Linked DNA regions of Zea mays: region 1 is linked to region 2. A link is a contact called in public Hi-C data. All regions are on one chromosome and are shown on one strand. The core of a region is the stretch at or near the end of the contact, and the rest is flanking DNA. Distances in the headings are between cores, read along the strand shown.

Region 1 (4,727 bases), core at 1,015-3,514, 180 kb after region 2:
CCCATGAATCCCAAACCTAACCGTAACCTTGCTGGAGTTAGGAAAGAAGACAACATGTCATTCTTGGATTGGGCAGAAAAAAATTGGTGAAGTTTAGCTTTACCCCTTTAACAAAACATCCATTAACAGCATCTCCAAGAGACTGGTCAAATGACTCGTCAAGTTAAAATTTGGATATTTAACAACAAAATAATTTTCTAACAGACTAGTCATCTAACTAGCCAAGCTATCCGGCTCTCCAAATTGCCCCTATCGCTGGCCAAACTTGGCTAGCTGCTCTAGCTAGCTAAACTAAGTTACATATTAGAAAGTCTGTTGGAATGAGATACTACATATAGAGTTTAATCTTTATAGAGAGATAAATAAAGAGTCAAAAATATAGTCTCTTGGAGATGCTCTAAGGTTAGGATGCTCTCTGCATGCTCGTTCATAACTTGTGGCAAGATTTGAGCACAGCTGTGGTATTGTGGCAATGTGACTACAACACAACAGAACAAAAGCGATATTCTGAAACAGGTAAAACACCTCTAATGGCATGACAAGAGTATGGCAACATACATTGTTAAACTGAAACTTGTGAATCACTTGGAAATTTGAATCTGGACTGAATTAAGATATTGGGAGGATGTTTAGTTAGGCAGTGTAGCATTTAGAGACCAATTCCTAGTCTCTATAACATTGTAGGGAAAAAGAGTGCTTCTGTTAATGCGTCTCTATGCTCTAACCCTTTAAGCGTCTCTTTTAGAAGCTCCTTAGTTAGAAATAATTTATTGGCATGGCACCATTCAGTAGCTCGTGTGATGAATGTTCAACTAATAGATCAAAGTGTCAGACTTCCTTTTATTTGATTTTACCCTTGCAGGGCTTGCGAAATTTGTGCTTTTTGGTTGGTTGAAACTTCAGACAACTATATGTATCGATCAATACAAAGGCTGGAATATTATTGCACATTCGCTTTTCTAATAAAACACCAGTTTAAAACACACATGGCGTTATTTCACAGAAGCAACGAAGAAGACAGAACTTAGGTTCTGATTTCAGACTTCAAAACTAGCCATGATGATTTCTACAATAACTCTTTCCCCAGAAAGGTTCAATCACTTGTCCGTTGTGTTGTGACACGTCTAATTTACATGCATGGCTTCACATCCATTCTTAACAATTGAAGTAAAATAGTAAAATATTTTGAATCTTTTACAGGGTGTGTGAAATCTAACTACCAACGGGGACATTTCATCAAACAGGTTATGGTCACACACTTCCTCTGTAAAGTCCTGACAAAAGACCAAGAGGAGCGCCTACCTCTCCGGCTCGACGCCAAAGACGCCGTCCCTCCGTATCACAAACTCGCACGATTGCTCTGGCAGGTGCGGCGCAAACGCCACTTTCATCCACCTCCTTGCGCTCCCGCTGGTGCCATTCCCTTCCACCTCCCGCGTCAGGAACAGGCGCGTGTTGACGCAGTTGGCCCAGGCGATCCCGAGCGCCGGGCTCAGACGGCGCCCCGACGACCACGCCACGGTGTTCCCGGCGTCCCCCTCCACCACGTCCACCACCTGGTTGGTCACCACCACCACACACTGGTGCCTGTAAGCGAGCTCCTTGAGCTTCGCCGATATCTGGAAGAAGAGCGCGGACCGGCGCCTGAGGTCAGCGGGGGAGGCGTCGAAGTCGCCACGAAAGAGGGAAGCGATGGAGTCGAGGAGGATGAGGCGGATGGGGAGGCGGTGCGGGGAGCGGCCGGGGTTGGCGAGCAGTCGCTGGGCGCGGGCGAGGAGGGACAGAAGGTCGGTGGGGGAGTGCGCGGCGGCGACGAGGACGTGGTCGAGGATATCGGGGCGGGATTTGGGGGCTAGGCGGCGGAGGCGGTGAAGGGGGAATGGGAGGTCGGAGTGGAGGAAGAGGGAGGAGGCGGAGAGCGGGGACAGGGGCGCCAGGAGGGCGAGCTGAAGACAGAGCTGAGTCTTTCCAGAGGCAGACTCGCCGGCTATCTCGGTAACGGAGGCGGCGGGGAGGCCGCCGCAGAGGAGGCGGTCGAGGAGGGGACAGCCGAGTGAGAGCTTGGTGAAGCGAGAGGAGGGGAGGAGGAGGAGAGGGTTCTCCGGGCGGGGCTCGCGCTGGCTGTGGGAGGACGAGGAAGCGGCGGATGGGACCTTCGGCGCCGGCGGACGCATCGCCGGTCGGCTCGCCGCCGAACGGATTGGGGATTCGCTCGGAGTCTGGTTTTGAACCGTCGCGGGTAGTTTGCCTGTAGGAGGAACTTTTGGGCTGATATTTGAGCGGTGAATAGAACGAGTAAAAAAAAGGCTTGGGCCTAGCCCAATTACCTCTGTTTCCTCTTTTCAGCTCTAATGTTTAGAACTAAATTACTCCTTCCTATCTTAAGTTTGATCGTCCCGTTTTATTCATTTTTTTCAAAAAAAATAGAAAATTTAAAGTCATATTTAAAATATATTATATGCCAAAACAATTACACACTAAAAATGACAATAATTTGATAAAAAAATATCAAACGAATTATAAATTGGAACGAAGGGAATACTAAATATCACTTCAAACAAAATCATTTGGAATTTGAAATAATGCAGGAAAACCTTCAATCATAATAATAACACTATTATACCACGACAACACACACCATGCAGTTCGTCGTAGGACTGCTGACAAGCTGATATGTAACCATTATGTAACAAAATACATTCTCACTTCTAAACTATAAGATGCTTTGTCTTGTTTCTAGACATACACTAGCAAATAGGCTTGTGCGTTTCAATAGAACCCAATAAACATAAGAATTGAACTTTGTATCGTTGCTAGACGTGAGCTGTTTTAACTCGTATAGTTACGAAACATGGGTACATACCTAGTTCTAATTATCAAATAAAGTTGAGAGACACTTAGGATTCCTAGCCTTCCGGACGAACAAGATGTCTAACAAATGGAAGAGAAGTATATTGGTACTAAACTACAAGAACAAAAAAGATATTCAAAGTTGTACTAATTACCGGAGAATTAAGTTGATGAGTCATACTATAAAGCTATGGGAGAGGGTTTTCGAGCACCGTTTGATAGGAATAACGAGGATATCTATGAACCAAATTGGTTTTATGTCCAAAAAGTCAAACATGTTAACTATTTTCTTAATAAGACAAGTGATGGAGTAGTATAAAAAACAAAAGAAAGATATATACATTGTTTTCATTAACTCGAAGAAGGCTTATGATAAAATACCAAGAGATATTATGTGGTGAGCTTTGGACAAACGTAAAGCTCCAATGGAGTACATTGGACTTATTAAAGACATGTAGAACAATATTGTCACTTGTTTGAACAAGTGATGGAAACACGGATAACTTCATGCTTATAGAATTACATCGAGAGTCAGCTTTGAGCCCTTACCTTTGTCTTGATGATGGATGAGATCATAAGGGACATACAAGGGGATATCCCTTGGTGTATGCTTTTTGCGGACAATATAGTGCTAGTTGATGGAAGTTGGACATGAGCAAATACAAAACTAGGTATTTCATCCTAGGAGGTGCTCATGGAAATCACGCTTATTTGGGAAGCTTTTGAAGGGGTTAACCTGCAACCCAACATGACGGATAGACACTTTTTTAGGCTGTCTAGTTCCGGAAAATATTCAGCAACCTCGGCTTATGCAGCCATCTTCCAAGGATACTTGCAGTGGGAGGCTTTTCATCGTGTCTGGAAGACTTGGGCTCCTCCTAAGTGCATTTTCTTCATCTGTCTTGTGATCCACAACCGGGACATCGGATCGATTGGCTAAAAGAAATATCCCCCGATCGAGCTGTTGTCCCCTTTGTGAATAGGAAGATGAGACGATTAATCATATCGTAGTAAACTGTGTTTTCAGCAGGCAATTCTGGTTCTTTCTTCTCCAAAGAATGGGGCTCGCTGCTCTTTGTCCGCAACAATCTGTGTGATCTTCGATGACTGGTGAACGAATTGTGTCAACGTCATGGGAAAGCAGCTCCAGAAAGGGCTCAACCCTCCGATTGTGTTGGAAGCTTGGATTATTTGGCGGCAAAGGAATGATTGTGTGTTCAATGGCAAATCACCACATCTTGCTATAGCCCAAATATCGGCCGGTAAAGGACTTTGGTGCTAGATTTCTGCTGGCACCAAGGGGCTAGCCTTGTTGACAACTCAGAGTGATATTCTTAGTGGCTTAGTTGTTTAGTCCATGTGTTGTTTTTTATCTGTTTTGGTTGTGTCTCTCAGTATGTCTCGTGCGCACTCCTGTTGTCTCAGCATGGGTGTGGGTCAGTGTGTGTGGGTGTTCTTTTGTACTGTTTTTTTCTTCTATTGCGTGTTCGATAATGAAAAACTAGAGTTGTGGCTAAAGACTCTAGAGTTCAAAGGTTTTAGACTCGTAGAATTAAAATCGAATATATGATATATGACTTTAGCACTACTACACATTAAAAAGGAGACATTGGTTTGGAAGATAAGTAGTGTCCAAGAAGGATTACTTTCAGTATTTAAGACCAATGTTGTAGAGGAACAAAAATATTAATAAATGTGTTAGCTATAGGACCAAAGCAGTATGGATGAAGTGGCGTAAAGCATCTGGGATTCTAGGTGACAAGAGGATACCACAGAACCTAAAAAGACGACACATTCAGGTAGATAAATGTTGCAGAAAAGTGTATGTTGTGTTAGATTTGTAGCCATACAAGAAGAGATCGAGTCTGGGACGATGA
Region 2 (5,323 bases), core at 1,835-4,334:
TGCATGCTGTGGCTTGAGATAACCGAAGACGGCATGTTATTTAGTTGTCTCATGAGCCTCCTTACCCCGACTCGCAGCTCTCCGTTCTCACCTCTGTTAGATGAAGAACAGTTAGCAGGTTGATCCATAAATGTACAAGACAGCTTCAACATGCAATTCTGTCACACCTCAAGAAGATAAACGCGTCACCCGCAACCAATCTTTTTGAGCTAACAAAAACACTCCAGCCTGTTGTAAGTAGATGCCTCCTTGGTTGCCCTAAAAGAAACAGCAAATACTTCAAGAGTTCATAGTAATCTAAATCATTATGAAAGCATCAATGTTTGTGATCAAAATAATCACAGGAAATTTGTTTTTGAATCAGGGGAACTAAGTTCATTCAAAATTAACGCCACATCAGAACTATAAAAACAACACTATAATACTATGGAACTAAAAAGTAGGTTTAACTGGTACATTGAGATCAGAAACTAACCTCGAAAGATGTGACGGAAATGCCATTCATTTCCATGGAGATCTTTAGCCACTAGTTCTTGCCACGGTGGATTCTGAGTCATGTCCTGCAGATAAAAATCATCCCGCTTAAAAAGCCGTAACTCAAATACTGCACCCAGGTATGTTATAAATTATGGCGCTAACCAGTTGGGGCAAACATTCTTCAGCATGCCTCCTGAGGACAGAGAATCCACCATGGGTACTTGTATCTGAAGCAGTCAAGGTCTTGCAGAAGGAATGAATGTTGCATCTTTCAGGCTCAGGTGGTTCAGGATCTGGGCTGGTGGGCTCACTTTGCTAATTTAGTGAATTAGGAAAATAAGTCAACACATTCACATGTAATACTGACTGTGCAATATAGTTAGAAAAGTTGATTGCAAAAAAGAAAGATCATGAGTGAGATACAGTACTATACTGAACATACAAAGAAACGGACAATAATGCAGTGAGAGGATTGAGATCCACAAGAAATTATATACGTGAACCTACTCACCTCTGTTTGTGGTTGCAGCATAATTTGAGCATAAACTTCATCAGAATCAGTTTCAGCCTGCATTCCAAAGGTAAAGCAGTAAAATGAAGTATCTGATTGGTCCTATTAGTGGGCAATTGTTATTTCAGTGAAGTTTGCATGAAGGGAGACTACGCAAACCAAAAGGAACAGAGGACTTACTCTAAGTTCTACATTGACCACCTTGCAGAGGATCTTGTGCGGTAGATTAAACAAAGGCAAGTGCTGATCAAGTTGTTGATCTGTAGACGCTTCAAGCTACAGAAAGATGTTTGATCGAAGTTTAATGACAAGATTACATAAAAACAGTGGAATTAATGCAGAACAGACCACTGTCATCCGAACATATGGAGCAAGAAATATTATCAAAATATTAATAGCTACAGAACGCAGATAATCATTCAATTCCTTAACTGTGGCACACTACGATGAGATATACCTGTTCCATATGACCCTGCGGGAAGTAATAAACCAGCTCGCCTTGGCGAGGCACTGTGACCAACGGCCCAGCACAAGCATGCCAGAGTTCCCTGAACAAAGCATCGCCAGCACTCCCTATACAAAGGCATTTGATTTTGTTAAGGAGAAATGTTCATGATAAGTTGAGAACAAGGCATACATTGGACTGTAGGGATTTCTTAGCCTTTTATTTTGTAAATTTTACAGTGTAAGTGTAATTGGTCTATTTTTATAATGAATTAACCGAGTAACAATGATATAATCCTAATAAAGCAACATTCACACAGATCCAATAAAAAATCATATATTTTTTTGTAGGGAAATACTTCACATGGAAGCCATTGGTACAATACAACTCTGCTACAACTAGATGTTTTGAGCCCCTTTCATTTGAAGTAAATACCCACCCAGTACTTAACATAGTTGAGCAAATCATATAACTTCTACCATGGAATGCACTACTAATTTGACAAAAATAAGTTTGCAGATCCACAACTATACATCTTTCTTTCCGATAAGCCCAGTTTCCCAGATCCTGCTTTGAATAATTTACTGCAGAACAGCGAAAATGCAAATTGTCGGGCAAAGCAGTCAAAACAATAAGCCTATAACGTATACAAGAATTAAGGGCCATCTATGTTGTCGAAACATTTGTTACTTAAGCATGAAAATTTTTACAACGGAAGGCACCGTGATTTCTAATTGTCAAAGGAAATAATCAGTTTGCAGATCCAAATTTCCACCAAATTTCGGATTTTACGACTTTACATTATCCGCCCCAAATTTCACGATGCAGTTGTGCATGCATAAAAACGACAGCAGACAGACATTAGTTAAGCAGGCAGACCGGCAAAAATACAAATTCACCCATGAATCGGTCAAAAAGCAACAGACTGCACCACAAATGGCAAAGTTAAGACGAAAAGCATTCCCGACTATGGCAAAAAAAAATGCACAACCGTCCCAAATTGTACCGAATTCCATACTTTGCAGCTCTCCAACCTCACACGAGGTGTCAACTCCCTAAGTCCACGTTTCTCTGGACCTCTACACTCTCATCGATTCAGAGTCCACCCACCAGCTTAGTAATTATCACCACCACACGAAGGCTCAGCCGAAGCAACACAGGCCGAGAAAAAAAAGGGATAAAAACAGATAGAGAAGCGAAGGGAGCAGCCAGAGCGAAGGAAACCAAACCTGAGCCGCGTGCCACGCCGGCCTCCGCCATCTCCGCTGCCTCCGACACGAGCTGCGGGCAGAATTCAGCTGGAAAGCACCGAGCAGCGGCCCGATCTGGTCACCCCATGCCGAGCCCCGCAGATCTGCGCGCGCGGTAGCAGCGAGGTAGCCGTTAGACCCCTCCTGAACCCGCGGAATTCAGGGTAGCGGAGGAGCCGGAGAGCGGGGAGGTAGAAGATCTTACCTCTCAGGAGTCAGGAGTAGGGGAGGTCGCACGTGGCGGCTGGGGTCGGAGCCGAGACTCGCCGAGCGGAGGTGACGGCGTGAGGCGGCCGGTGGAGGACGAGGAGGGGGTGGGGGGACACGAGGCGTGACCGTGAGGCGGAGGAGCTCAGGAGGGAGCGCTCGAGCGCCTATGCTTTGCTGCTCCGGGCGGGTTCGTTTGGTTGTCTGGGTAGGCTGGCTGCCTTGGCCTGGAGTCGAGGTGGAGGCGCGGCGCTGCTTTTTTTTACTAGCCGCAGCCCGCAGTGGCAGTAGTAGCGCGAACGGAGAAGCGACGGACAGCGCAGCGCGGCAAGGGGCAGGGCAGGCAGCGCGGTGCGGGGCGCGGGTGGGTGGCCCGGCCCCGTGCTCCGCACAGGCACAGCGCGGTACAGTACAGCCCCCGCACATCTCGCTTCGGTTTTTCGAAACTGCTGCCGTTTCGTTGCTGGGTGAGATCGGTTTTGTGCGGGTTTCCGGGGGATTTTCCCGCGGCAAAGGCGTGGACGCAGTGACGACGTCGGGTGTTTAGTGGGGGGTGGAGTGCCCCGGGGGCCACGACGACTGCGTCCGCTTTTCATCTCTTCTACTATCTACTTTCGCTGTGTGTTGTCTTGACATAGACTAGGGTTCCATCCCGATACATGTACTCCCTCCGTGCTCACAATTCTAGAAGTTGTGTATATTTGACACATTCCATAATTCAAGACGTTCTACAATTCTAAAACATTCCACCGCATGGTCTGCCTTCGCTAGCTCTCGAGACCAGATTGCTCGCACCCAGAGGCCAGTATCCCCCTACTAATCAAAAGTTTATGATAAGACAGCCACCTAAGAATAACTCACTAATTTACTAGAAATGTTAAGTTTCTATTGCTCATGTTTCTGTTGATTGCTTCTCTTTTCTATTAGTTGACTTTCTTTTGCTTCATTAGAATTTGGTGCTGCAAATTTGATTCCTGGGCTTTTACATGAATTACGGATGGATGGGCCGGTTCGACACGAACGTGTTAGAACTTTTGAGAGTGGTCTGAATGTACAATAATATCTCTAGAAAATGGCATACACATATCTCATGTCACTTACTAGTCATACTTTCCTTTTTGGTGTGAAGGTAGCGACTCCTGTTTCCCACTAAAAACTACTATCTCCATTTTTAACTGTAAGATATTTCGACTTCAGCAGATTCATTGTCTTTGCTATGTACCTATATATATGTTATGTCTAATTATATAGTAAAAATTATGAATATAATAATAAATATATCTGTCGGGGACCATAATTAGGGGTACCCTCAAGACGCCTAATTCTCAGCTGGTAACCCCCATCAGCATAAAGCTGCAAAGGCCTGATGGGTACGATTAAGTCAGGGATCAGTCCACACGAGTGACCCGATCACGCTTCACCCGAGCCTAGCCTCGGCCAAGGGCAGCCGACCTCGAGAGACTTCCGTCTCGCCCGAGGCCCCCTTTTTATGGCGAACACATCACCGGCTCGCCCGAGGCCTTGGCTTCGCTCAGAAGCAACCTTGACTAAATCGCCACACCGACTGACCAAATTGCAGGGGCATTTAACGCAAAGGTGGCCTGACACCTTTATCCTGACACGCGCCCCCGGCAGAGCCGAAGTGACCGCCGTCACTCCACCGCTCCACTAACCAGTCTGACAGAGGGACAGCGCCGCCTGCGCCACTCCGACTGCAGCGCCACTCGACAGAGTGAGTCTGACCGGCAGTCAGGTCTTGACAAAGGCGCCACGGCGAACTCCGCTCCGCCCGACCCCAGGGCTCGGACTCGGGCTAAGACCCGGAAGACGGCGAACTCCGCACCGCCCGACCCCAGGGCTCGGACTCGGGCTAAGACCCGGAAGACGACGAACTCCGCTCCGCCCGACCCCAGGGCTCGGACTCGGGCTAAGACCCGGAAGACGGCGAACTCCGCTCCGCCCGACCCCAGGGCTCGGACTCGGGCTAAGACCCGGAAGACGGCGAACTCCGCTCCGCCCGACCCCAGGGCTCGGACTCGGGCTAAGACCCGGAAGACGGCGAACTCCGCTCCGCCCGACCCCAGGGCTCGGACTCGGGCTAAGACCCGGAAGACACGAAACTCCGCCTCGCCCGACCCCAGGGCTTAGACTCCGCCCTGGCCTCGGCCGAACGACTTCCGCCTCGCCCGACCCCATGGCTCGGGCTCGGCCACGGCAACAGAAGACAGACTCGACCTCGGCTTCGGAGGAACCCCCACGTCGCCCTGCCTAGGGCACAGACCGCCACGTCAACAGGAAGCGCCATCATCATCCTACCCCGAATCGACTCGGGTCACGGAGAACAAGACCGGCGTCCCATCCGGCCAGCTCCGCCGGAGGGGCAATGATGGCGCTCCACAAGCTCTATGACGACGGCGGCCCCCAGCTCTCTTA

What was found. A called contact is a pair of places that touch in the nucleus more often than the background predicts.
Region 1: a Hi-C map of ear shows a contact between it and region 2, with 4 times the contacts expected there. The contact joins the promoter of LOC103627300 here to the promoter of LOC100285977 in region 2. A contact is called at or near these places in 8 of 25 Hi-C or Micro-C datasets (bundle sheath, ear, endosperm and 3 more) and 2 of 3 datasets of contacts at active chromatin or transcription factors (leaf and seedling).

Annotation. Positions count from the first base shown.
Region 1 is chr5:177,372,757-177,377,483 of Zm-B73-REFERENCE-NAM-5.0, forward strand. It overlaps LOC103627300 (DNA repair protein XRCC3 homolog), which reads right to left and starts at 2,265. Exons shown (of 1, transcript XM_008647595.4): 1 at 915-2,265. The coding sequence starts at 2,174. The coding sequence ends at 1,299.
Region 2 is chr5:177,186,967-177,192,289 of Zm-B73-REFERENCE-NAM-5.0, forward strand. It overlaps LOC100285977, which reads right to left and starts at 3,085. Exons shown (of 15, transcript NM_001372349.1): 1 at 2,889-3,085; 2 at 2,663-2,787; 3 at 1,446-1,561; 4 at 1,169-1,264; 5 at 989-1,045; 6 at 640-792; 7 at 476-560; 8 at 168-258; 9 at 1-93. The coding sequence starts at 2,693.